Linked DNA regions of Sus scrofa: all the other regions are linked to region 1. Evidence: chromatin contacts called from public HiChIP or PLAC-seq and promoter capture Hi-C data. All regions are on one chromosome and are shown on one strand. The core of a region is the stretch at or near the end of the contact, and the rest is flanking DNA. Distances in the headings are between cores, read along the strand shown.

The links. Promoter capture Hi-C pulls out the DNA fragments that hold promoters and counts their contacts. HiChIP or PLAC-seq counts read pairs in DNA pulled down with a chosen protein or histone mark.
Region 2: a contact with region 1 is called in a promoter capture Hi-C map of liver, with 4 times the contacts expected there. The contact joins the promoter of ATP5J2 here to the promoter of LOC110259856 in region 1. A contact is called at or near these places in 1 of 5 promoter capture datasets (liver) and 1 of 2 datasets of contacts at active chromatin or transcription factors (alveolar macrophages).
Region 3: a contact with region 1 is called in an H3K27ac HiChIP or PLAC-seq map of alveolar macrophages. The contact joins the promoter of PDAP1 here to the promoter of LOC110259856 in region 1. A contact is called at or near these places in 1 of 5 promoter capture datasets (liver), 3 of 47 Hi-C or Micro-C datasets (embryonic fibroblasts, retroperitoneal adipose tissue and subcutaneous adipose tissue) and 1 of 2 datasets of contacts at active chromatin or transcription factors (alveolar macrophages).

The regions. Positions count from the first base shown.
Region 1 is chr3:6,786,905-6,791,192 of Sscrofa11.1, forward strand. It overlaps LOC110259856 (cytochrome P450 3A29-like), which reads left to right and starts at 2,824. Exons shown (of 13, transcript XM_021086162.1): 1 at 2,824-3,561. The coding sequence starts at 3,491.
Region 2 is chr3:6,395,090-6,399,205 of Sscrofa11.1, forward strand. It overlaps ATP5J2 (ATP synthase, H+ transporting, mitochondrial Fo complex subunit F2), which reads right to left and starts at 1,762. Exons shown (of 4, transcript NM_001097464.1): 1 at 1,741-1,762. The coding sequence starts at 1,753.
Region 3 is chr3:6,353,483-6,357,789 of Sscrofa11.1, forward strand. PDAP1 (28 kDa heat- and acid-stable phosphoprotein) reads right to left here and starts at 1,731. Exons shown (of 6, transcript XM_005661875.3): 1 at 1,626-1,731. The coding sequence starts at 1,638. It overlaps BUD31 (protein BUD31 homolog), which reads left to right and starts at 1,767. Exons shown (of 6, transcript XM_003124311.4): 1 at 1,767-2,097; 2 at 3,113-3,221; 3 at 4,053-4,175. The coding sequence starts at 4,082.

The DNA of each region.
Region 1 (4,288 bases), core at 1,574-4,073:
TCTTGATTCCGTCTTGGCTTCAGGGACCCTTGGATCCTGACTGGGCTGGGAGACTTGGGGATCTTAAATGACATATAAGAGAAGGAGGAGAGACACAGAGGTGGAGAGAGGCAGGCAGTGAAGGGGACTGTGGTTGGGATAAGGTCGTCTTAGGTCAATTCTGGTCAGTTTCTCTCTCAGACAGATGAGGAAACAGACCCCAGGATGCCCAAGTTCACACGCTTCCATCGCATCCATCCTTCTGATTCTCTTGTCTTCATGTCTTTCAAGAAGAACAGAGTTTAAGGAAAGAAAGGTCAACCACGTCCATGCTAAGGAAGCACAGGTCCTGACCTACATCTCGGTATTTATTTGTGAAGTTAACTAGTTTAGAGTCTCTTTCCCCTTTAAGTGTAGGCTTCATGAGAGCAGGCTTTTAGCTTCTTTATAGTTAATCTTAACACATGACCTAAATGCAGCAGGCATGGACCCCAGCCAACAACAATGTTGGGGTGAGGTGCCCACCTCCTCTAAGGCTAAGAGAGAATGTTCAGTCACTATCTTCCCATCCCACCATCCTTCCCATCCTGGAAACCAGGAGACCCCGAAAAGTTGTTTATTCCCTTCCCCAAGCCACCAGCACTTAAATACCACCTGTTACCCCAGAATGGCATTATCAAGTTTTGCCCTACCGCAAAGAATGAAGAAATGAGCTTAAAAATAGAAAAAAAAATAATACTGTTCGCAAAACCTCAGGGATGATATTATCATATAAAGTGGAGTAAGTCAGAAAGAGAATGACAAATACCATACGATATCACTTATAAGTGGAATCTAAAATATGGCACAAGTGAACCTATCTACAAAACAGAAACAGACTCACAGACAAGGAGAACAGATTTTGGTTGCCAAGGGGGATGGGGGAGGGAGTGGGATGGACTGAGAGGCTGGGGTTAGTAGATACAGATACAAACTATTACATTTAGAATGGATAAACAGCAACAGGTCCTACTCTATAGCTCAGGGAACTATGTCCAATCTCCTGGGATAGACCGTGATGGAAAAGAATACTAAAAAAGAATGTGTGTGTGTGTATAAAATGCACGTATGACCGAGTCACTTTGCTGTATAGCAGAAAGTGACACAACATTGTAAATCAAATACACGTTAATTTTAAAAACAATGAAGGCATGGGAGCAGAGTTATAAACACACAATCTTGCTCACACTGTTTTCACACAGATTGTGACCTATGAAATTTGAATCTAACATATAAATCACTCCAGACTAATGTTGCTTCCTTATACGGTGATCAATTCTTTGAGCCAGTGGAAGTGGAAGTCAGGACAGCCTTCCCGGAAGAGGAGTCACTTGGCTAACAGCATAACGGGAAAGGAATAGCAGGCTTATTGTGCTTCTTGCATCATTGAGTCTCTGACAACCTGTTTACCTGTACTGATGTCTGAGCCTAATGCTTCCCTGAGTGTTATTTGATTTTCACCTTTGACTGATTGCCAAGAACTAAGAAAGAAGATAGGCCATTTACGTTGATGAGACACTGTGTTCTCATACCTGTGTCACTACTTCACATTGGCTGTTCTAAAACTACCTGTTTGTGTCCCTAACTTCAACCTGAATAATGTCTAAGTCTTGGTCATTTTTGTGTCCTAAGCATATAGAGCTTTGAAAGCATGTGACAAGCCCGTATGTGAAAACATGGGCTTTTAGACAACCTGACATTCACCCACTTGGCCTTGAGTCAATGAACGGATGAATAGATGTGTTCATGCATTTCACTTAGCAGGTGCTTCCTGGAGAAAGTATGAACGCAAAGATGACTAACTATGATGGTAGAAATTTCATGCTGTGAGATAAGCTCCCAAGGAAATAAAGAAAGCAGATGACATAGCTGGGACTCACTGCAATTTATCAATGAGACACCCACTCATTCAGGCTATTGTTCAGAAGTCCAAGGGACTAACAGACTAGAGGGATGGAGGTCTCTCTTTCTGCAGAAGGTCTGAAGTGAGAAAGGATGAAGCAAGAAGGAAGCACACACACACAGCTTAAATGTCATGTGTTTCCATTGAGTTTAAGAATCTTTGTGATTTTTTTCACATAATTCATGGTTTCTCAGGCCAAGGAGACACAGGACATGGATCAGAGTCATGACAATGAGGTCATGTAATTTCCAGAGCCTCAATTTTCAGGTTTCTTCAGGAATGGGGTGGGGCTCACAGATGATACCAACTTCTGCTATAGGCCTTCTCCTTACCAGTTCTCAAACCCATTAAAAATCCCCTACTTATCAAAAAAGCAGGGAGCCATCTGCTCTGGTAAGTATCACATCACTGGTAGATAAGGAGTTTGGGGTCCACTTGGCCACCAGGCTGCTTTCCTTTCTTCACTCTCTTTACACCCATTGATCTTGGACTTGCAGCCTTTCCAGAGAGAGGGGCCATTCTTTGCTCTAGAATCTTTCTAACTTGCTGTCTATGGCAGGACACTCTGAGGGCAGGACAGCAATTGTCCTGAATTGATACCCCTTGATGCAACCATCACCATCTCCCCCATGTTCTGCCTCTCCTTCTGGAGCCCTCTTGTCAACAGAATCCTGATGGATCCTCATGGATGTGCAGTGATGATGGCTGAGGCCCAGCCGGGACTCCTGGTGTACTAACAATCCAGGAAGATGGTGTGGTCACCAATGAGTCACTTGAAAAAGTCATGCGGTGACCTGGTGGTCTTACTTCCAGCAACACAATTCCACCAACCTTTCTGATTCCCACTCTGTAGAAAGCACCGTGCTGGGTACCAGGGCTATAACTGCAACTGATACCCAGACTGTGCCCAAACTCTCCATCTGGTGAGGGGACAGAGTGGTGAGGAAACCAGCAATGGTGCTGGAGGCAATAGATTTGTGTGCAGGGGACAGAAGACCCCAGCAAAGGAAATGCTTCTATCTGGTTGAGGAGGTTGGTTAGGAAATTTCTAAGACAGGGGGTTATGTCTGAGCTGGGATTTAAAGGATGAGCAGTGGATGTAGAGAGAAAACAAGGGAATTTCTAGGCAGAGGAAACTGCATGGGTAAAGATCTGTCGATCTAGATTGTCAAAAGAATTTCAAGTATTTTAACATGTGGGCAGGTATGGAGACAAGTGCATTTTAGAGGAGATTAATAGCCTGTGGTTTTATGTGAGTTTCTGTAATGCTTGGGATTACTGATAACCCTGACTGAGTTGTTATTGAATTCCCATAGAATATGAACTCAAGGGAGGACTAACTGGAGTGTCCATGATGTTTTGCCAGCGCTCAAGGCAGGAGGGGCTCCTGCAGGTGGAACACAGGGGGCTCTTCCATTGGCTGCAGCTCCAGCCCCACCTCCTTTCCCAGCACTTAAACCTCCAGCCCCAATGACTCTCTAGTGGGCAGCAAGGGGACCTCCACACTCTCAGAGCAGCACACACAGCTGAAGGGACACTCAGAGGAGGGAACCCCAGAGGACGGTGGCCATGGACCTGATTCCAAGTTTTTCTGTGGAAACTTGGCTTCTCCTGGTTACCAGCCTGGTGCTCCTCTATCTGTGAGTAACTGTCCAGACCTGTCTCCTCCATAGCCTTGGGCTTGGGGTGCTAAATAGGTCCTCCTTTCCCTGTTTTTTTTTTAATTATTCAATGGATTTTATTACATTTATAGTTGTACAATGATCATCACCGCCCAATTTTATAGGATATCCATCCCAAACCCCCAGCCATCCCCCCACCCCCAACCTGTCTCCTTTGGAAACCATAAGTTTTTCAAAGTCTGTGAGTCAGTATCTGTTCTGCAAAGAAGTTCTTGCATCCTTTTTTTTTTTTTTTTTTTTTTTTTAGATTCCACATATGAGTGATAGCAAGTGATATTGGTGTCTCACTGTCTCACTATCTCTGTCTGTTTTGAAGATCAAAGTTAACTGAGAAAAAGTTGCTAGAGCTTTCAGTGGTACAGAATTTTTTTTCTCATTTCTACCTAGAATGAGAATCTCCAAATTATGGCAGAATCAAGTAACTCTTAACATTAGTTTTCTGGAAGAACACCAGCCTGAACTCAGGAGCACTCAAACTGGAAACATATATGAAATATTTGTTCTAGGATTGGGACCTTTTAGACTTCAGCTGCTTTTAGCTAATCATTATTACCTTTGATGGATCTCATAGTGGTGGGAAATGAGATGAAGAGTGAATGTAATTATTCCTTTTTGAGTTACTAATTGCTTATTGCCTACATGTTACCTCTGAGGTTGATGATTGCAGGTCTGAGTCACTGACTAG
Region 2 (4,116 bases), core at 512-3,011, 390 kb before region 1:
TCTGACAAAAGACTCCATCTAAAAGATCACCAGGAGTTCCCATTGTGGCTCAGCAGGTTAAGAACCTGACATAGCCTCCGTGAGGACGCACGTTTGATCCCTGGCCTCCCTTGGTGGGCTAAGGATCCAGCACTGACATGCTGATTCGGCTCGATCTGTTGTTGCCGCTGAGGCTGTGGCAAAGGCCTGCTGCAGCTATACCTCTAATTTGAGCCCTAGCCAGGGAACTTCCATATGCCACAAGTGCAGCCCAAAAAAGGAAAATAAATAAAATAAACACCATCAGTATCTGGACACCAATTCCTTCACCTGGGTGATGCCCAAAAGTCACAGAGGGACAGCTAGATGACTAGCACCCAACTGTGGACCAAGCAGTGCTGCAAGCACCTCACACACACTGTTTAACCTTTGGTTCACAGTGCTCTCCACTGCGATCCTCTGCTTAAATCAGATGCCAGGCCTCGAGGCTTCCTTTTCACATGTCCTGTTTAAACAACACGGCTACCCTGGATAAATGTTCTCATGCCCATTTTTACAAATGGGAAATAAGTAGCATCTTCTTTTTTTTTTGTCTTCTTAAGGCCACACCCGTGGCATATGTAAGTTCCCAGACTAGGGGTCTAATCAGAGCTGTAGCTGCCAGTCCATACCACAGCCACAGCAACGACAGATCCAAGCCACTGTCTGCAACCTACACCACAGCTCAAGGTGACCGTGGATCATTAATCCAGAGCAAGGCCAGGGACTGAACCCGAGTCCTCATGGATACTAGTCGGGTTTGCTACCGCTGAGCCACGATGGGAACTCCCCTCTTCCTTTTTGATCCCCTTTTCATTTCTCCAGGCTGATTAAGATATAGAAACCTGGGATAAGATACAGGATTAGACAAAACTCTCACTATCATGCGGTGTGACCGCAGGCAAGCCACACATTTCTGACTGTTATTTCCCCCATCCTTAAAATGGGATCAACGTTCCTGGCAACGACTTCCTGACAAGGCTACCATCAGGATCCGGGGCTAAAACATGGTGGTTTCCATATTTTTTTAAAAATCAATGTGGACAGTCTGACGAGTGTAGATTTACACACGCAGATCACCGAAAAGCCTGCTGGCCATAAAGTCATTCTTGTGATTAAAGCTCAGTTTACCACGGAGACGCAGAAGCCTAGGTTGGAATCCCAGCTCAGCCCACTCACTCACTAGTTGTGACCTTGAATAGGTCACCTCACCTCGCTAAGCCTACTCAACAAATACACGCGTTGAGCCTTACGTGGTGCCAGGTGCCCACCGCCCTAGGTAACAGCTCCTCCTAGAAGCTGAACTTCAGCTTTGCGCCGAGAGCTCAGCTACAAAGCGCCAGGGGTTGAGCTCAGGTGCAAAGCGGAGATGAGCGCCGCTATTCCTCAGCGGGGTGAGGGAGGGTGGCTCTAAGCCGCGCATTCCCAAGCCCCAAAGCGCGTCTCTGGGCTGCCGTCACTTTCCCTGCCGCAGCCGAGTGGCGCGGTCCCTGGGCAGGCCGGAGGCGCGGCGGGGCGAGCAGCGAAGGGTCGGGCGGCGCAGGACCTGGGCAAAGCTCTCGTGCGCCTCCAGTGAGGGCGCGGAGAAGGCTCTGAGGGAAAGGCAGGCCGCTCCGGCACTCGGTCCTTCCCCTCCCGGTGCGGCTCTGAGCACTGAACCCTAGACCCCGACTCCTGCCTTCAACCTGAGGGCCCTAACCAGAGCCAGAACCGGAGACTCACCAACTGACGCCATCTTGGAGTCCTGGCTGTCCGCTTGGCCGTGTCGCGCTAGGGCTGCTGGGTAAGGAGCATGCGCCCTGGGGCCCCGGAGCAGAGGCTCACGGGAGGCAGGTCGCGACTGGGACGAAGCTGGGGTTGCAAGTCCGCCCTGGGAAAAAGGGCTAAGTCCCTGGAGGGCAAAGACCTGGGTCCAGCTTTTAGGGACCGGCGGGGTGAGGAGGTGGGGATGGTAGTTAGGAGGAAGGAGGCTGGTAGGACCCCCAGAGAGGAAAGTGAGGAAAGAGCATCCTAACTCTCTATCACCTTAAATTTGTTGTGAAACATGACGAGGGCGCCTTAGGACCCTTCCTCTCAGCTGTGTTTGATGGGACTTAAACTCTGACTCTCAGGGGATCCCCAGTCACCAGGAAAAGCCGGTGTCCAGAGTTAGGCTCTAAATGGGTTTGATTCAAGAGTACCTGCAGGCGTTCCCTCTGTGGTTTAGTGGTTTAAGAATCCCACTGCAGGGAGTTCCCACTGTGGCTCAGCTGGTTAAGAACCCTCATCCTATCCACAAGGATTCGCGTTTGACCCCTGGCCTTGCTCGGTGGGTTGGGAATCCATGGCTACTGCAAGCTGTAGTGTAGGTCGCAGATGTGGCTCAGATCTGGCATTCCTGTGGCTGGGGCATAAGCTGGCAGCTGCAGCTCCAATTGAACCCCTAGCCTGAGAACTTCCACATGCCGCAATGTGCAGCCCTAAAAAGGGGGAAGGGGGAGGTGGAGAAGAGAGAGAGAGAGAGAGGAAATCCTTCGGCAGTGGCTGGGGTCGCTATGGAGGTTCTAGTTCAAGTTTGATCCCCACTGTTTGATTGGTGCAGTGGGTTAAAAGCTCTGGGGTAAAGAGTACCTGTCCATGTCCAGGCTCTGGGAATGCTAAGGACAGAAGGTGTCCACAGCTCCAGTCCTTTCTGCCACTTCTTTTCCAGCACAGTGATGCAAAGGCCACAATAACTACTCCTGGTTAAGCAATTCTGACTTGGGTGAGATGCTTTGATCTCTTGAATCTCAGTTTTCTTCTCTGTAAAATAGGCATGTAACACTTGCCTGGCATCCTTGTTGTAGGAAACAAATGAAACAAGGTGTGTCAAAATAAAGGATTAAGAGCTGAGTGGATAGTAGGAATTGGACCAGTGAACTGATGCCTTCCTCACGAAAGTGACTTGGGGGACTTAATTATCAAATTCATTTTTTTTTTTTGTCTTTTTTGTTGTTGTTGTTGTTGCTATTTCTTGGGCCGCTCCCGCGGCATATGGAGGTTCCCAGGCTAGGGGTTGAATCGGAGCTGTAGCCACCGGCCTACGCCAGAGCCACAGCAACGCAGGATCCGAGCCGCGTCTGCAACCTCCACCACAGCTCACGGCAACGCCGGATCATTAACCCACTGAGCAAGGCCAGGGATGGAACCCGCAACCTCATGGTTCCTAGTCGGATTCGTTAACCACTGCGCCACGACGGGAACTCCTCAAATTCATTTTTGTCGGCTGTACCTACAGCATATGGAAGTTCTTGGGAAGAACCCACCCCACGGCAGTGACCCAATCCGCTGCAGTGACCAGGCCTGAACCTTAACCTGCTGCACCACAAGGGAACTCCCCAAACTCATTTCTTTTTGTCAGTCACTTATTCATTCACCAAATGCACATTGCTATGTACTGGGCACTACAGGCATAGAAATCATTCAAACATGGTCTCTGCATTCCAGACAGCTGAGTAGACAGATGAGTATGAACTCCTTAGTGAGGGAGAGGTAAATTTTACAATAAAATATAGATCCTTGAGAAAGGGAGCCCAAGGGGTGTGAGGCTCTTAGATGGGCAGCCTGGGGTTCAGGGCACCAGGGCCTGGGCCTCTTTTGGGTGGGACTACAGACACCAGAAATGGGCAACAGCTCCTGGGAGAACCAGGAGTTGGACCCAAGCCAGAAGTGCAAATGGAGCCCAGATGTACATGTGGCACCACACAACAGAGCTGGGAAGGTGCCAGGGCCTAGTGCTGAGCAGGATCTCCATATTCCTAGAAAGGAGTAGGGGGCTGCCCAGGAAGGGCAGCGGCCTGAAAATTCTTGCAATGAACAGGGTCACGGGGTCTGAGGCCTTGCGGGGGGGTCATCAGAAAGGGCTGTTTCACTGTTGAATGTTTACTTTGAAGTCAAATTATACTTTCACATCATTTAAAGTATGAGTTCCCATTGTGGCTCAGCACTAATGAACCTGACTAGTATCCATGAGGACTTGGGTTTGATCCCTGGCCTTGCTCAGTGGGTTAAGAATCCAGCTTTGCCCTGAGCTGTGGTTTAGGCCGGCAGCTGCAGCTCTATTTCGACCCCTAGCCTGGG
Region 3 (4,307 bases), core at 481-2,980, 430 kb before region 1:
ATTACCACAAGCAAGAAATGTAAACTTCGCCCATAAAGCTTTCACAAGCCCAAAGGCCAAGTTATTTAAACAAGAATCCGTATTTAGGATTTACTTTTTTTTTTTGTCTTTTCTAGGGCCGCTTCCCTCGGCATATGGAGGTTCCCAGGCTAGGGGTCTAATCAGAGCTGTACCTGCCGGCCTACACCACAGCCACAGCAAGGTGGGATCCGAGCCGAGTCTGCAACCTACACCACAGCTCATGGCAACGCCGGATCCTTAACCCACTGAGCAAAGCCAAGGGTCGAACCCGCAACCTCATGGTTCCCAGTCAGATTCGTTAACCACTGAGCCAGGTTGGGAACTCCCATATTTAGGGTTTCCTAACTGTGACCGCCCCACCTTAACGCAAATTATCTATCTAGTAAGACTCTTAAAACCAGAACTCTGGAGCTGGAAGAGCTCATGGAGTACCCTCCTTTTGCAGGAGACTGAGGAACACAAGAGACATGGCTTTTTCCTACCATGGAATAAACCAGTAGAGAGCTAGGTTTAAAGGGATTCAGCACTGTAAACCCCAATTATCTCTGGGAGTAGAGAATCAGGAAATCATTTAGGTTTGAAAAGACTCCAAGCAGATCTTCCTGTGGGCTGATGCATCTTAATCAACATGACACACAAGCGACCAATATTAACTGAACATCTGTTCCATGCAGAAGGTGGCCAGGCACCATGCGTGCTCTATAGTTTTATGACCCCGGCCCCAATTCTCCAAGCTAAGAATTATTAGACAGGTGTTCCAGATGGGGAAAACAGGCTGGAAAAAGTTAAATAACTTGTTCAAGGCCACAAGATTAGATAGTAACACAGCTGGGCTTCAAGTCAAGAGCTGTTGACTCTTACGGGGAAGAGGATGGAGGACCGTCTACAATGGACTGGGAAGCCAGGGATGCTTTACCTTCTTGGCCGAAGAACTGGCAAAGTCTTACAAATAACAATAGTTAATGCTAACGGGGCACTTAAAGACTGTCCTGCACCGTACTGCACCCTCCACGTGGGTTACCTAACCTAGTTTAAGTCTCCCATCAGTATTATGAGGTAGGTACACTCCTAACCACTACCTCCAAGGGACAATACTAAGACACGGTTAGGTTAACCAACTGGCTCTAAGGCACACATCGAGCCGCTGCCGAACAGAGCAGTCAAAACTAGGTCTCGCAGGCTTAAGAACATCAAGTTAGGTCGCAGTAGGCAGGCCTGGCTAGCCCGGAGCCCACGTTTTATGCGCGAGGCAGGCGGGCCCGGCACCGGCGCGGGACGCGGTGACTCAGTCTCCGGCGAGCCTGAAAGCGGGAGGACCTCCAGACCCCCCAGGCCAGAAGAGCGCTCTAGATCGGCCTTCCGCGTCGGCGAGGACCCAGAGCCTCCAAGTTCCCTCGGACCCCCGAGGGAGTGGCTCGAGGCCCCCACAGTCCTCAGTTTCCCCAGTGGGACAATTGGGCGTCGAGGCCCAGGCCTGGCCCTCAGTCGGCGCGGACGTCCTCTCTCTGCGCCGCTGGCCGAGAGGCCCGCGGGCTGAGTGGACAGCGGGAGCCTGACTCGGGCAGCTCCACTAGGCCCTCCGGCCACGCGCGCCCGCCCCTCACCTCCTTTAGGCATCTCGGCTCCGGCGGCTGCGGCGGCGGCGCCTCGAACTGACACCGGAACCGGAAATGCCTCGGGCTCGACTTCTTCCGCCCGGCCAGTTCCCCCCCCCACCCCGCCCTCCCTTCACGCCCCGCCGCCGCCGCGAGGACCGGGGACCTCAGGGAGGCCAGACTGTCCCACGCGCCGCCTGAGCCGGGGCTCGCCCGCCCGCTGCCGGGCAACAGAGCTCGTAGTCCCTCTACCCCCGGCCAGGGGAGGCGCGTGAGCCTGCCAGTCACCCCCGGGAAGCGAGGGCAAAAGGAAAGAGCGGCTCTGGAATTCTATACAGGCAGAGATGCGGACACCTAAGAAAACAGCGCAATCTCCACGCCTGTTGGGGCGGGGCTCTGCGAGGACCTCATCCTGAAGTGATCGCCTGGGAAGCCGAGGCGTTGGTTAAAGAAGGGGTAGCCGACGGCGACGGAGGTTTTGGTGTGTGTTTTTACTCTGTTCTCGGGTGTCTTGGTAGCGGCTGGGGCCGGGGATCGGAGGTCTGCGTTGGCCCAGAGAGCGATCTAAACAGCTGAACTGGGATGGGTTCGGGCCTCTGGACCAAGCGGTCGACGTGAGTTCCCGAGAAGAGGCGGCTCCTTGCTGGTTTGGCCGGAAGGATGGGAGGTTTGGGGGTTCTCTTTTAGGCTTTTTTCCCTTTTTTTCCCCATGCTTTCCGCCGAGAACGTTTTTTTTTAAATATTGCTTATTTTTGTAAGCCCGATTCAGAAGCTGTCGTCTTTCTGAGCCTTTCTTAACTACCCGGGCTGTAAGGTCTTCCTCCCTTCCTCTGAACGCCTTTCCGCTCGTCGCCTCTCCCGAGCGCTACCACCTCTTTACCGCCCCACACCTGCTGCTTCTTGCTCTAGTTACCTCTTATTTGTTGCCTCCCCTGGGAGGCCTCCTCTGACTCCCAGGCTGGACCAGGCCCTCAAATCTCCTGGGTCACAGCAAAGCGGTCATTCCTCTGTGTTTGTCCTCCCAGCCGGTGCGCGTTGGGACACGGACCAGATTCCATCCATCTCTAGCTTCCGAGCGGGGAGACCAGTACAGAGACCTCTGATCTGAGAGTCAGGAGCCCCTGACAGAGTCAGACTCTGCTAGTTCTCAGGCCTGTGCGATCCTGAGTTTTCCTCTTGTTAATCGGTCCTCATCTGTAAGGTTGTTTCTGAGAATTCTTGAAAGGACGGGGGGCGGGGCTTTGTGAACTTGTCAGGCCTACAAGTAACTGAACGAATTTGGGAGAGGGGAGTCTGGTATGCTTAAAAATAAAAGATAACTAACCTGAGTTTTCTTTGCCAGCCAAGAGATGCTATGTGGTTTGATAATGATTTCCTATGTAAGATTTGGAGTGGTCCATTGTATGGGCTTTACATGACTTGCCTTTCTGTAGTATGCTTGTTGGGTTCAAAAGAGACCTTGGCAATCCCGATGATACACCTCCCTCGTTTTACAGACAAGAGGAAGTGCCAGAAAGGGAATGTAACCTACCCCAAAGTCACAGCTGGTCAAGAACCTAAGCCTGTAACTGAAGAGGCCAGAGATCTTGGGAAAGAGACCCTAAGGTAACTTTGGTTTTACACTTTTTCCTTTTTTTTTTTTTTTTTTTTAATTTTTTGTCTTTTTGCCGTTTCTTGGGCCACTCCCGCAGCATTTGGAGATTCCCAGGCTAGGGGTCGAATCGGAGCTGTAGCTGCCAGCCTATGCCAGAGCCACAGCAACGTGGGATCTGAGCCGCATCTGCAACCTACACCACAGCTCACGGCAACGCCAGATCGTTAACCCACTGAGCAAGGGCAGGGATCGAACTGGAAACCTCCTGGTTCCTAGTCGGATTCGTTAACCACTGCACCACGACGGGAACTCCTCACTTTTTCCTTTTTAAACACTTACGTTCCTTACTCTCTCAATCATAGTCTTCCTCACACTGTGTTGTAATTCCCCTTTTAACTTTTTTTGGCCAGGGATAGAGGTTTCCTGTGTAAGTTCCCAGGCTAGGGATTGAACCCACAGCACAGCAGCGACCTGTGCCACAGCAGTGACACCACCAGGGAACTGCTCCTTTTTCACTTTTTATGTCCTTGCTAGACTATCACCTTCTCAGGGACAGAGTGTGCATCTTATTTTTTGTTCCGTGTTTCCCAGTACAGAGAGCTGTTCATAGTTGATATCAGTTAATGCTAACAGTCAAAACGTCTGAAGCACACATTAAATGCCAGGCATAGTACCTATAATTATGTCTTCACAAAAGCCCTATAAATTAGATTCTGTTATCCCCTATTTGCACATGAGAAAACAGATTTAGGAACATGAATGTGCACCAAAGTTGTGGCTTGTGAAGTCCCTTGGGGATCTGAGGCTCAGAAACCAATACATTTAATATTTTCCCCCCATAGATCTTTGCAAATTATCTTCTGGAGAAAAAATGCCTAAAGTCAAAAGAAGCCGGAAAGCTCCCCCAGATGGCTGGGAGTTGATTGAGCCAACACTGGATGAATTAGATCAAAAGATGAGAGAAGGTAAGTGGGGGAGTTCCTGTCTGGATGGGCTCTGTCCAAGGGCCACAGGCTTTGATGCCTGTGGGGCCAGGCATAAACCCAGGTATAAATGGGAAGAGACAGGCTGCACCACTGTGGCCTCTTGATGCTATT